Linked DNA regions of Anas platyrhynchos: region 2 is linked to region 1. A link is a contact called in public Hi-C data. All regions are on one chromosome and are shown on one strand. The core of a region is the stretch at or near the end of the contact, and the rest is flanking DNA. Distances in the headings are between cores, read along the strand shown. Region 1 overlaps STARD13 (StAR related lipid transfer domain containing 13). Region 2 holds the start of PDS5B (PDS5 cohesin associated factor B).

Evidence for each region. A called contact is a pair of places that touch in the nucleus more often than the background predicts.
Region 2: a Hi-C map of subcutaneous adipose tissue shows a contact between it and region 1, with 2.9 times the contacts expected there. The contact joins the promoter of PDS5B here to the enhancer-like site in region 1. A contact is called at or near these places in 2 of 8 Hi-C or Micro-C datasets (liver and subcutaneous adipose tissue).

Annotation. Positions count from the first base shown.
Region 1 is chr1:183,480,393-183,487,500 of IASCAAS_PekinDuck_T2T, forward strand. All of the region lies in intron 2 of STARD13 (StAR related lipid transfer domain containing 13), which reads left to right. Among named protein-coding and RNA genes, the nearest start is that of STARD13, 62 kb to the left of the region's middle. Within about 2 kb of position 3,594, at least 8 of the 8 cell types and tissues checked have an H3K27ac peak or open chromatin away from gene starts, as enhancers often do. A contact at or near this core is called in subcutaneous adipose tissue, where this site is marked.
Region 2 is chr1:183,986,352-183,993,451 of IASCAAS_PekinDuck_T2T, forward strand. PDS5B (PDS5 cohesin associated factor B) reads right to left here and starts at 2,021. Exons shown (of 34, transcript XM_072032620.1): 1 at 1,825-2,021.

The DNA.
Region 1 (7,108 bases), core at 2,344-4,843:
TGTTATAGTAGCACACCTTGTGGGTTTTCACATAGGCAGGTAGCAAGAATTTATCTCTCAGTTTAACAAAGTTTAAAAAAAAATAAATAACCTCAGGTGACTAGCAAGTGTCCTTTGTAGAACCATGGCCGAGAGTTTATCTGTAAGGCAATGTCTCTCCAGGTTCAAAGTTTTTTGCTGTTTTTATCTAATATAGTGGCGGAGTGTAATCTGGTGTTTAAAATTTCGGCATTTAATTTTAATCTAAAACGTAGATACATTCACTATCTGTGGTCCCTGACTATCCACAGCCCTGGTAGGCTTGTTGCTCTCATAGCTTCGTTTCCTTCCCAGAGAAACTGGGACGTGGGAGAAAGACGAGAGGGAGTGGGAGGGGAGATGCTGCACTTGTCTCAACACGGAGTTAAGGCCCAGGTGGCATATTATCTGGATTTGGTTGGTGAGGAGCATACCCAGTTTCCACACCATAGGAAAGCAATCTGCCGTATCAGGCACATGAAGTCTGTACATAGTCAGAGGAAAAGACATCGGTGTCTTTGAAGATGTCCAGAGGGAGATCCCATCTGACTCAGTACAGCATTTAGGAGACCTAAATCTTTGCCACACAAAATAGCTATTTTATTTTCTTTTACATGACTGCTCTTAACCGAATACCCTCCACCCTCGCCAGCATTCAGAAAGGAACTGACTACATTAGAGAAGGGTTTGCGATGAAGTTCACTGACTTCACTGGGGCTTGGCAAGGACCAGCTGTTCAGAAAAAATGGGTGTTTTCCTTCTCAGTAGATGTTGAGAGACCCCCTTCCTCCTAGTAAGGAGGAAAATGACAGCGTGTGGACTGAGTGACACACCAAACAAGAACCAAACAACCCAACACCCTCCTCACAATGCAATATTTCTTCCTATTTCTTGATCAGGGATTAATTGCCCTCTATGAAGGAAAAAAAATGTCATTTATATGTACTTTTTCTGACCAGTCAGTTATGCTCATCATCAGCTGCTCAGAAACACTTAGGGCTGAAATCTCCTCGGCTTTAACTTGTTGTGGGCGGTCAATCGACTCTCTCATGTCTATCCAGACCCAAATTGTGATTAAACTTTGAAGTTTGATCTCTCTGATACTTTTCCCTATCTTTCAAACTGGCTTGAAGCTATCTATGAATATATATATGGAACAGTATATGAATAATTTTATTCAAAAATAGGGGGTGAAATTCCACAGTAGCTGAACAAGCGCCAAGTCTGAAGAATATGACTTTGTTCTCTTAGTATGAAATAGTTAAAATATAATTATTTTAAATAAAGAGTGAATAAAATATAATGGAAGAAACTCTGAGGAAATTTATTTAGCATTTTAATTAAAACTATAAATTCTGATAATGAACACTTATTGGAAAATGTAAAGGAAAGGGCTATTACAAAAAGTAAATGAAGCTAGACCAGTCTGCAGAAAATAAAAAAATAATAAAAAAATAAATAAAAAAGATTTTTAAAAGCCATTTAAAACTATTTTGATAGATCTGTTCCAATATATTTGAGATTTATTTATCATGGAAGATTAGAAATTGGAATTTTATTCATTATCATCTGTGCTGATCCAAATGACAAAGGACCACAATTAAAATTAAGATCCCCTGGCACTGGGAGCTGTAGTGTAGCATAATTTAGGCTTCAGGGCCTTGATTCTCCTTGTGACCAGCTTCTCCTGATTGCCATTTGATGTCAAGGTAGGAGGCTGAGCCTCCAAATATGCATCTGATGCTTTGCCAGACTTTGCACTTCTTAATTAAAGGCACTGTGATTATGGTCTGACTTCGTCTTCCAGCATCCAGGATTTCTGCTCTTCCTCCCTCCCTCCTCATGTCCTTCCCTTTCATGCTCCCCAATGTAATGGACTTTGAAAAAAAGACTTCGTATCACAAGAAAGATCAAAAAAGGGTCTCCAAAACTGCACAATTGGGCTCATTTTAATATGCCAAACAAAATAAGTAAATTTTAAACCCTTTCATAAACACTAAATTTTAGTCATTTATCTCTTGTCCTGAGCTGAAATACATGAGTTTAAAAAATTTTCTCCAGTCTTTGAAGTCTGCTTTTGTATTCAAATACCAGAGGTGAGCTCTGCCTCGCCACCAGCAAAAGCAATCAGCTGCACCAAGGGAAACTGCAGTAGGATCAAGCGGTTCAAACAAAATTATGATTTCAGCTGGAGCAGCGCGCCTCTGACAGCCAGCATTGCCTAGCTATTAGGATTTGGGTAATTTTTACACGTGTAACTGCCTGAAATTACCCATTCAGATGCTGCTATTCATAAAAGACTATCAAAATCAAGGCAATTTAATCAAACATCAGGTTCGACATAATTATTTTTCTGAAGTTGAGCAGAATCGGTCATGCCTGCACCAGTGTTATTTATCCTGGCTTCGTTTCATTTACAACAGAAGATTGTCCACGTACAATTCAGAAACGCCTGTGCAGATATTAGGCGCTTATTAAGTGTGGTGCTCATACAGCACGTGTTATTGCAGAATTGCTTCTGAAAACGTGTGTTTGGATAATTTTGGATCCCGGGTAACTCTGCTTGGATGCTTGTGAGGCACTCTAACTGGTGTAACCGAAAAAAATACTTCAGAAAACGTGTGTTTAGGTGATTTTAGGCCTCGGGTAACTCAGCTTGGCCGTTTCCCGCTGGGGAAACTGAGGCAGGGCCCCGAGAGGCGCCATTTTGTGCAGGCGCCCGGCGGCGGCCGCCCCTCACGGCAGGAGGCAGCGGGACGGAGCCCGCTGGGCACGGGCCGAGCCCGGCGCCCCCCTCACGGCCCGGGGCCCCCCGTGGGCTCCCCGCAGCCTCCCCGGGCTCGTTCCCCTGACGGCCCTGAGGGAGAGGCGGTGGGGAGCGCGGCTCCGCGCTCAGCCTCGCCCTCTGCAGGCACGGCTCAGCCCTTCCCCTCAGCGGGAGGGCGGCCAGCGGCTGCCGGGAGGGACGGGGAGAGGGCAGCGGTCCCCCCCCCAAGGCAAGGCAAGGCAAGGCGCGCTCCCGACCCCCTCACGCAGCCCCCAACGGCTCGGGAGCGCGCTTCCCGCCCGCGCCGCCAGGGCGCGCTCCCGAGCCGCGGGCGCCGCCTCCCGCCGGCGCCCGCCAGGTGGCGCCGCCGCCCCGCGAGCTGCCGGCCGCCGCCTGGCCCCGCCCACCCCGCCTACGTCACCAAAGGGGCGGGGCTCGGGGGAGGCGGGAGAGGGGCGGGCGGTGCTGCGCGCGCACCTCGGGGCGCTGGCCGGGGCGGGGCAACGCCCCCTGCTCCTCCCGCGCGAGCTGGTGGAAAGGGCGGGCTCGGGCTCGCGCTGGGGCCGTTGGGCGCGCGGGCGGCGGCCATTGTTGGCGGGAAGGAAGGGCGGGAAGCCGCCCCGCCCCCCCCCCTCCCTCCCGTCCCCACACAGCCCCGCCGCCAGCATGGCGGCCCCGGGGGGGTGGCCCCGAGTTCTGCCCTTGGCCCTAAAAACGTGAAGGCAGCATTGCCTGCCCTGTGATTTCGGTTGAAATAAAGTTTGTCCGTGCAAAGGGTGGAAAGTCGTTTTTTATTAAAGTTATTCTGCTAGATATTGAGGAGTCTGTGTGCAATCCGATGTCCTCAGGGTTATGATGTTAGCTAATTGCTCTTCAGGCTAAAGTGTAGGAAACATTTCTTTGTTCTTTCTCAGTTGTGTGATTTTTAGAGAAAAAGACTTTCAGAAAATTTAGAAAATTTAGAATTTTAGAAAAAAGACTTTGTGCTGCCTTTGAATGGGTTGGACTAGAGTATTGTGACCCCAAAACTCCAGGGAGGGTCTCTGGATGTGGAAGCTGCTGCTTCAAAATTAGGGTCATCACTAAACACCGTGATGTTACGAGTGCATCTGTCGTAAATGCACAGAAACTAAGCCCCAGGAGTTTCAAGACTGGTTAATACAGTCATGGGTTTAAAAAATAAATAAGTAAATAGGTTTATTAATAGGTATTTAACACTCAACAAATCCATAGATTGTGTTTAACAATCTTTTGCAGAGCTTTCCTTGAGTACTCTTTAATTGAAGAGCATGTCTTTCATCAGTTATTTTCTCTATTAATTTCTGATTCCTGCTTAGAAGGGTATTGCTAACCTGGATATTTCTCCTCAACAGTAGACTGTGAGAACTTTAGGGCAGGGAATAATACCAAATTTGAAAGAACCCCATGAATGCCTGTGAATCTTGGAAAGTACCCCTTTTGTTCTCTATATTTTTGTGTGTGTGTGTGTGTTTTGTAATAAGTATAATGACAGTACAAGTACCATTTTACCAGATTCATGTTTGTCAAGAGTGGCTTTAGTAATTATGTGTTTGTATGTAGTATAGGCCCCACAGAAGTACCATGTGATTCTTACTCTTAAAAACAAACAAAAAAACACCAGGGAATAGCTGTGCTATAATACATGGGAACACTTGCTATTACTAATTACTTTTTATTATATTTTAAGTACGCTGGCACTTAGCATTTGACGATAGGTTCTTCATGTACATAGAGCAATTTGCCAGATGTTGCTGCACCTCTGTCTTTATCCTTTACCATCTTGATCTCTGGAATATGTTCCAGCGTTGTTCAAGGAAATGTTGACAGTGTTATTTTCAGAAAAACGACTTGGGTGTAGTGTCAGACTGCCGGGGTAGCCCTGGCACTGTCAGGCAGGGATCGATTCACAGCTCTCAGCACCTGCAATGCCCTTTGGCCACACGCCGAGCACCAGCTTTCGTCAGGGTTTGCGCTGACAGCTGCCTGATTAGCTCCAGTTATCAAGGCAGTAGACAAATCCTTGCTTAATTCAACTATTAACTAATAATAGCGTCTTAATAATTGTAGTTACTCTTTTACTAATACTAAACAAAGGCCTACTTGAGCTGCAGCAGTACTGAGGGAAGCACAGCGTGCCTCAGCGACCTGTTAGCAGTTACCTGCTGCCCACAGCCGACAATGGGGCGAGTGTGGTGCCGGTATTGGCTTGGGTTGCTCCAGGCGAGGCAGTGCTTACCCGGCTCCAATTTGGGATACGCCACTCAGCTTACTTTGTTCAGGGGCCTGCAGCAAGAGGAAGGCACTGGCGCTTCCTCCAGTGTGTCTGTGCTGCAGTTGAGCCTAATGGTGGCTTCTCTTCTAGGGTCTTTGAAGGCTTTTCCCCAAAGTTTGCTTTACCCTTGATGGGGTTTATGTCTGATGTCTCCGAAGTGTTATGAGGGCCATGAGATCATTTTTATAATACCACCACGATCACTTGTATCGACTGTTACTGTTCTGGATGTTATTTTTAACTGTAAATCTCCAGGAATTTACATTTTCATGTTATTTTTGAATTACTGATCTCCAGGCAAACACTGTGCTTTCCACAAGTCTCACTTGTTTCCCTTTCTCTCAGCAACCAGCAGTAAAGTTTACTCTGTACACATCAGTGTCTGACATGGTCATGGCACAGGGGAGTCCTCTGGGCTCCACATGGGTATATTAGATCAAGGGAAACCAGCTGATGTGATCTTTTTGGACTTCAGCAAAGCTTTTGATGTGGTTTCCCATAGGATCCTACTGGACAAAATGTCCAGCATACAACTTAAGAAAAACATCATCCGATGGATGAGCAATTGGCTGGCGGGCAGGGCTTAAAGGGTTGTGATAAACAGGGCCACATCTGGCTGGCGGATGGTCACTAGTAGGGTCCCTCAAGGCTCCATTTTAGGGCCAGTCCTCTTCAATGTCTTTATAAATGATTTGGGTGTAGGACTAGATGGTGTTCTGAGCAAATTTGCCAACAACACCAAACTTGGAGGAGTTGTGGACTCGTATGAGGGTGGAAAGGCCTTGCAGAGAGATCTGGACAGATTGGAGAGCTGGGCGATCACCAACCGCATGAAGTTTAACAAGAGCAATTGCCGGGTCCTGCACCTAGGATGGGGCAACCCTGGCTTTACATACAGACTGGGCGATGAGACACTGGAGAGCAGCCCCGCAGAGAGGGATTTGGGGTTTGTAGTTGGCAGCGGGTTGAATATGAGCCAGCAGTGTGCCCTGGCAGCCAGGAGGGCCAACCGTACCCTGGGGTGCATCAAGCTGAGGCAGGGGAAGTTTAGGCTGGACATTAGGAAGAGGTTCTTCACCGAGAGGGTGGTTGCACACTGGAACAGGCTCCCCAGGGACGTAGTCACTGCACCAAGCCTGTCTGAATTTAATAAGTGATTGGGTTGTGCACTTAGTCACATGGTCTAAACTTTCAGGCAGACCTGTGCGGTGCCAGGAGTTGGACTTGATGATCCTCGTGGGTCCCTTCCAACTTGGGATATTTTATGATTCTGTGATTTGCCTACCCTGTGCTCTTCTAAATTTAATGACTTTCAATATAGGAGAAATCTATTCTCATTTCCACACAGAACAGAACAAGGATCTGATGAGGACACAGCATGTCTCCATAGAGGTTTCCTTATTTTAGTATAAGGAGATATTTATGTAGCATGCAAGCACAGCATTAGAGCTTTAAGTTTTGTTAGCATTTAAAAAGCTACTGAGGTAGCAGCAATTCCGTCTTTGGAGAAGAAATGTGTGAGTTCTTTTTTAATCCCTACTCATTGCACTGAGATGCAACATGACCTGTTTTTCACTGGTATCTTGAAAGGCCTAGATCAGTCTAGAACATTTATTTACTATGGTGGTCTGGTATTTAGAATAGTCCATTTATTAACCAAAGATTTCAAACATCACCCCCCAAAAAATAATTAATTCTTAAGTGTTGGACATCCATTGGGCTGTGCTCAGGAGGAGGTTTCAGAGTGAGCAGTGGACCTTGAAGCAATTTGTAGCATAAATGTCCAAGTGAAAATGCCCTAATGGAAGAGCTCTGCTTATCATGATTTTGTTGGCTATGATCAAAGAATACATCCAGAATTACACTGATTTTTTAATATGTTTGGGTCAAAACCAGTATAATCTGGGACACAGAATTTGTTTGCATGATGTAAAAGTCCTGTTCAATTTTTTGTCTGCATTTATGATACAGATACAACTTGCAGGTTATGGTACTGAATGCTGGCATAGCATCCTGTGTGTAACGCCAGT
Region 2 (7,100 bases), core at 771-3,270, 500 kb after region 1:
TATAAGTAAGCTTGCTAGATACAGCCTAAAACCCATATTCATATGGCGCATGAGAAAACAACTCAGCAGCACGCAGATGTTATACACACAGTTTTCCGTTTGAATTCAACTTACTTGTTTCATCAAGAACAATACAGTTCATCCAGCTTGTACACTAAGTAGTAAAGAAGTGCAAGAAAGTCTCAGGCAGTTATAACTGTATAAGAACTTTAAAGAAAATCACCCCCTGCCTCACAGTAACACAGTGCAGCCTTGCTTCAAGCACAGACACAAGATGTCACACAAGAACTAAAGTACTTTGGCTAGTGGTGTTCACTTTCCAGTGTGGGCGATGCACACACCTCAGCTAAACTATCTTTACCTGGCTGAGTATCGCTCCCTGCTTTCTTTTTGGCTATGCACGGCATAACATTAATCCAGCTGTTTCGTGTCTTTTCACAGGAGTGCATGCAGTATCTAGAGTGTATCATTCAAGAGGTACCAGACAAAATTGCACCAACTGAACCCCAAACTACTCCAATAGTTCAAAAGGGGAAAACCTGGAGGGACGCACGCCACCTTCCCTCCTCCCTAAAAGGTGATTTGCCACCCGTTTTCAGCCCCGAAGCCGCTCACACTTTAAACACTCCTCCTATTCCCTTCCCAGCAAGGAGAAATCAATTTCAGCCCGAGCACCTTCCCACCGAGCGCAAAACAAAGAGCAACACGAAAATACTGGGGCAGTTGCGTTAAATCAGAAAGCAACGCCTAGCCAAATAATCGCCGTCCTCAGCAAGCGGTCGGGCGTGCAGGAAGCGAACCCAAAAGTCGGGATAAGGCAAAAAACCCCCAGCTCTGGAGGAGCCGGTCCGCTGCAGCTTAATTTCCCGGGATCGTTCACCGTCGTTAATTGTTGATTTGCTTGGAAGCCCAGAGAGTGATTTATTTGCAGCGGGATGAAGTTACAGACCTGGATTCCTGACCAGAGGCTCCCAACGTAAACAATGCGTACCCCATAAATTAACCATTCTCCATCTGGCAAACCGGGATGTAAAATTCATAGTTTTTCACCTAACAGGCAGCGCCACCCCCCCCCCACCACCACAACCCCTCCTTCCCCCTTTCCCTCCCGACCGCTTTCTAACAGAGCCTGATGCAAAAAGGGGGAGGGAAAAGGAGGAAAAAAAAAAAAAAGAAAAAGAAAAAAAAAAAGAAGCAAGCCAGCATGAAAGAAACGGGCTGGCAGCAAGTGAGGAGGAGACACCGAGCCGAGGTCCTGCCGGCCCCCGGGGCTGGGGGGCAGCTCGGAGATAAGGGGGGGGAGATAAGGGGGGGGTCCCCTCTGCCAAAACCGAGGGGCAAGGAGGGGACAGCCCCCAGCCTCCAGGAGGAAAATAAATAAATAATCAAATAAATAAATAAATAAATGGGGGGGGGGTGGTAGAGCAGGAAGGGGGTGATCCCCCCCCTCCCCCCTTGGACCTAAAGCAGGGGCACAGCTCCCAAAAATACCAAGGTCATCACCCCCCACACACCACCACCACCTTCCCTCGCTGTGGGGCAAATTTAATTTAATTTGCGATCGGCGGCCACGGGGAAAAGGAGGGGGGGGGTGGGGGGGAGGGGAGCAGCCCCGCGGAGGGGCGAGGGGGATGGGAAGGGGGGAGCCCCCCCCTCGCCGCCTCCTTCTCCTCCTCCTCCTTCTTCTTCTCCTTCTTCTTCTTCCTCCCTCCCCTCCTCTTCCTCCTCCTCAAGCCCCCGGGGAAGGGAAAATGGAGCTGGAAGGGTGAGGGGGGGGGTGGGGGGGGACACGAGAAGCGGTGCGCGCCGTGCCCGGCTCCTTACCCCGCCGCAGCCGCCCTCTCGTCGCCGGTCCCAGGCGGGTCCCGCTCCGCTCCGCTCGGCTCCGCGCCGCCGCTCGGGGCTGGGAGAGGAGAGGAGAGGAGAGGAGCCGAGGAGCCGCCGCCGCCGCCGCCGCAGCCAATCGCCTCCAGCCCCCTCCCCTTCCGCAGCTCGCCCCGGTCCCCCCTGTCGGCTTCAAAATGGCGCCAACCGCCCGCCGCCCGCTCCAATGGCACCGCCGGGGGAGGCGAGCGGGGACAGAGCGGGGCAGCAGCGACCCCTGCCGGCTCGCCTCAGCCGCAGCACGGCCACGAAAAGGCGGCCCTCGGAGCCCCCCGCACCTCCAACCGGCCTCTCCCGGCCGCCTCGATGCCCCTTCCCCTTCTTCCCCTTCCCCTTCTTCCCCTTTCCCCTTCTTTCCTTTCCCCTTCTTCCCCTTCTCCTTCTCCGGGGGTCTCCTCACGCCCGCTACCAACCCTCCCCTGCCTCCTCCGGAAGGCGGCCGGCAGCTGGGTGAATCCTGGCTACGAAAAGCTGATTTATTTATGTATTATTTTATCTTTCGGGAAGGCGCCCCGAGATTTCTAAGATCCGAGCATTTTTGCTTCAGCAGCCCGGCACCGACACAAACTGGAGGTCGTGAGGAGGGGATAAAGCGGCCCGAACGGAGCGCTGCGACCTGCTGACAGATGCTCATGTACCATGTAAATTAGTGAAACACGTATTTCCCCCCACACTCACCAAACAACACGAACTGTAAAGGGATTAGGGTAAAACCGTAAGCAATAAAGTTGCTGAACTGTGGAGAAAGACCAAAAAAAAATTAAAAAATAAAGTAGCAAAATCACTCATCAAGCCCTTTGGTCTTGCTTCAATGAGTGCGAGAGTTTCAGGGGCACCCTTACAGGAAAATGTGAACAGAAAAGTGATGCAATTTCTTCTCACTGCTACAGATAAAATGCTGCCTCTGTGAATGGCACACGAGGAGAAAATAAAAGTGCATGAAGTGTTAAGATTGAAAAAACTGACTGTCCACACTCAGCAGATCTGGTGAAACACACTCAGGGCTTTGTCCATGGTGGGATACAAATGTTTAAAGAGCATGAAAGCCACAATGTCTCACCTAATATTTTAAACCTTTAAATAAGTTCTCTCAAGTTTTCTGAACTTTCTAGCTCCTTGTACCCAGCTTGCCTTCTTTTCATTCAAGTTTTAATCAAAGTTAAACATCGTCATCACCTAATGAAGGATACGTAAGCCCTACCAGGATAAGTTGCCTTAACTATTACAAAATAAATAAATACATAAAAATAAAAATCAGTTTTCAGGCCCCAAACCTCCCTTTGGTTACATTTTGGGTGAATTACACTTGTGCCACTCTTTCTGAAAACAGCAGCGCTACTGCACAGGCATCACAGAGGGGAACGGTGTGCCTGACAGCTTTGCGTTACATATTATTTTGGGGAAGAATCCTGTGCTTGCAGTCAAGGATTTTTTTTATTTTTTTTTCATGCAAGTTGATCAAGTGTCCCACAATCCCTGCTGATGTCATGTCTGTACGCTTACCTAAATGTAAAAAACCAACAAACAAACAAACAAATAAATAAATATATCATTTCTTTTTCCTGCAGGGCACTCACACGTGTGTGTGGTGGTGGTAGAAAAGCAGCAGAAAAGTTCAATATTAAATTAAAAGTTCAATATCCAACTATTGAAATTGCAAAACTTTGTGTCTAACTGTGGAAGTAACTGCTGTCTTGCCATACTTTGCAAATATTTTGCTCCCCTTTCTTGACGGAGGTCACATTTAGGGCTGCCAGCTCCGGTCGGGATGCCCGGGGCTACGAATGCTTTGAGCAGTAAAATGAGGTGCTGCTGCCTAAGGAGGCCTCTCCCCCGTTACGGGCCGGCCTTCATTTCCAGCCAGAAATTTAAAATTTTAGATTAAAACCTCAGAAAACAGCCTTTTGGCTGTCCCTCACATTTCGGAGTGCCCCAACCGGGGTCCCCGCCGCGCCGTGCCCCGCGTTGTGGCCTGAGGGGCCGAGCGCCGGGCGGCAGTACCGCGCCGAGCCCTCACGGGGGAGCCCGCCCGGCGCCGCTTCTCCACCGCCCCGGGGCCGCTGCCGAGCCTTCCCCCGGCCGCCCCTCCGGGCCCGGGGCCGATTCGCCCCGAGGACGGTGGAAACGGCCCGGTCCCGGCCCGGTGGTGGCGGTGGTGGTGGTGGTGGTGGTGGCGATGGCGGGCGGCCGCGCTGTGAGGAGGCGCCGCCATGCCGAGGTTCGGCGGCTCGGGCGGCAGGAGGCAGCGTGGGGCTGCCGCTCGCTCCTCAAGCGCCGGGGAAATCCCGTCGGCAGCCTTTCTGCCGCGGGTGTCTTCGGAAAGTGCTTTTGGGAAGTGTGAAGGACCAGTATGCCACCTAAAGTAGAGAAACACCCGGTCCCTTTTGTGGCAGTCCTAAAAGGAAACTGCTGTGTGTGAGCACTGGGTTTGTTACTGAGGGTGGACTCAGCCTCTGCCCCAAGAAATCACAGAATAAGGTTAGAAAAGACTTCCAAGTTCATCTGGTCCAACCATCACCCTACTACCAACATCACCCACTAAACCATGGCCCTAAGCACCAGGTCCAGCCTTTCCTTGAGCACCCCCAGATGTTGCACCTCACAGGGCTGACTGTAAGCTGGATCATTTCCACTAGCTTTGCCACCACCTAAAAGGCGAGACAGAAGTAGGGATGCCCAGTATTTGGTAACCAGCAGTCGCACCAGGACCAGAAACATGGTTTTCCCAGAATGAGACCCATACCTTGCATTTCCACTTGCAATTGACCCTAGCACTGGGTCAAGAATCTTATTTCTGCATTCACCTCAAGCAGGGCCTTCCTCAATTGTAAAATTTGATCATATGTCTCTCAATCTTGTCTTCTCACAATCAGAATCCAACTCTCTTTGGTATTCCCTTGTAAGACAGCCAATCTATCCCCTTGGATGATTTTAGTCATCTCAAAATAAATTCTTTAATTCAGTTGTGTCTGCAGACCGGAACTACACGCTGTACTCACTTCAGACAGGACTAAGTTCAAGTTTCTGACAGAGTAGTGTACTACTTTCTGCCTTGCTCTCAGTACTCTCCCTGATGGTGTCTGCTTTCTTGTTGTTTCATTTGTTTTCTTGTTTTTTAGTGGTTTGCTTCCCACTGCTGCACTTTGACCCAAAGATTTCAGAAAGCTGTCAACGGTAAGTTTAGACTTCCAGGGTTCACAGATAATCCTGTGTTTTACTTTACAGTAATCTACTTTAAAGCCTATTTGCAATCTTTTTACCCATTCAGTTTTGGAAGACCTTCTGGAGTTCCTCCCACCAGCACAGCATTTGACTATCCAACAGGGTTTAACACCATCCAAGCACCACTCAGTGTGCACTTGCTCCTTTTTCCTGGGTCACTGATGAAGATATTGAGTAAAACAACATCTCTTGATGTCTCTTCCAACCTAGAAATTCTGTGATTCTGTGATATTTAAACCAGCATCAATAAACTCAAATGTTTCTGGAGGACAGCATTGCTAACTTTTCTCTCCCCTGAGAAGTAACCATCAAACTCTACTTGTTTCCATCCTTTATCCAGACTTTCAAATTAGAATAGGACACTTGCTGTAATTTTGTTTAAGAGCTTTTAGTGAGAAGACTTTTTCAAAAATGCTTTTTGAAAAATCTAAGTACATCCTAAGTACATTGCCTTTGTCCATGTGCTTCCTGACTCACAAATCTGCTGGAAGTCTGCGATCTCTCCAGACTTGCCAGTATCTCTTCTCACAGAAACTATGCTGGCTCTTTCCCAACATGTTACATTTATCCATGTGCTCAGTGATCTTACTCCTTTTTGGTGTTGGCCTTTTGGTGTGAATCGGAGTAGAAACAACAACTGCCAATATAACATCACCACCAGAAGATTGGCTAAACATTTTTATGAATCTCCTCCCTCATTACAGTAACCCTGAGGCATTTTCATGTATGAATCTGTCAATATTTTTTGTCCTTAAGTCCCTCTATTGTTTTCACTCATGAACTTGAACCAGAAAAGTACATGAAGATATTCCAACTTGTAGGATATTTCAGAACAGAATAGGTGAACATCCTTACTTTAACAGCCATGCCTTTATTTAAATAAAAGCTCCGAGATACATGTCACAGGACTGAACAGACAGGAGCTTGGGAAGAAAGCTGACAGGTGAGCTGACATAGACATCCTGCTGTGGGATGAAGGAATGTTGGACAGAACTGGGTCCTACAATGACTGCGTGGTGTAGACCTCAGCAATCCCTAGTGATTCATCACGGTGAAAAATGCCTGATAGAATCATATGGCCCCAGGCAGAACAAGGGAAGGAAAAGATTGGAGGGAGCAAAATCCTTTCCTTCCTTCCTTCCTTCCTTCCTTCCTTCCTTCCTTCCTTCCTTCCTTCCTTCCTTCCTTCCTTCCTTCCTTCCTTCCTTCCCTCCTTCCTTCCTTCCTTCCTTCCTTCCTTCCCTCCTTCCTTCCTTCCTTCCTTCCTTCCTTCCTTCCTTCCTTCCTTCCCTCCTTCCTTCCTTCCTTCCCTCCTTCCTTCCTTCCTTCCTTCCTTCCTTCCCTCCCTCCCTCCTTCCTTCCTTCCTTCCTTCCTTCCTTCCTTCCTTCCTTCCTTCCTTCCTTCCTTCCTTCCTTCCTTCCTTCCTTCCTTCCTTCCTTCCTTCCTTCCTTCCTTCCCTCCTTCCTTCCTTCCTTCCTTCCTTCCTTCCTTCCTTCCTTCCTTCCTTCCTTCCCTCCTTCCCTCCTTCCTTCCTTCCTTCCCTCCTTCCTTCCTTCCCTCCTTCCCTCCTTCCCTCCTTCCCTCCTTCCCTCCTTCCCTCCTTCCCTCCTTCCCTCCTTCCTTCCTTCCTTCCTTCCTTCCTTCCTTCCTTCCTTCCTTCCTTCCTTCCTTCCTTCCTTCCTTCCTTCCTTCCTTCCTTCCTCTCCTTCCTCTCCTTCCTCTCCTTCTTTTATTTTTATTATTTTATTTTTTTCCCAGAAGCAGCAGATATTTTGGCTTAGCCACATCATGAAGCTCTGTCCAGGCCAGCAATTTCAGTCAGCTCACAGGAGGCTAAACTAACACAAGGAAGAAGGGAAGGATCTGCACAGCAGAGACCAAGAACTCCTGCTTTTGAGAGCAATAAGTTGTTACTTGCTTTACCAACTTCCCTACCCATAGATCAACATTATGTGGCTTCAGAGTAACTTCACTGTTGAGCAAATCCCTCCAT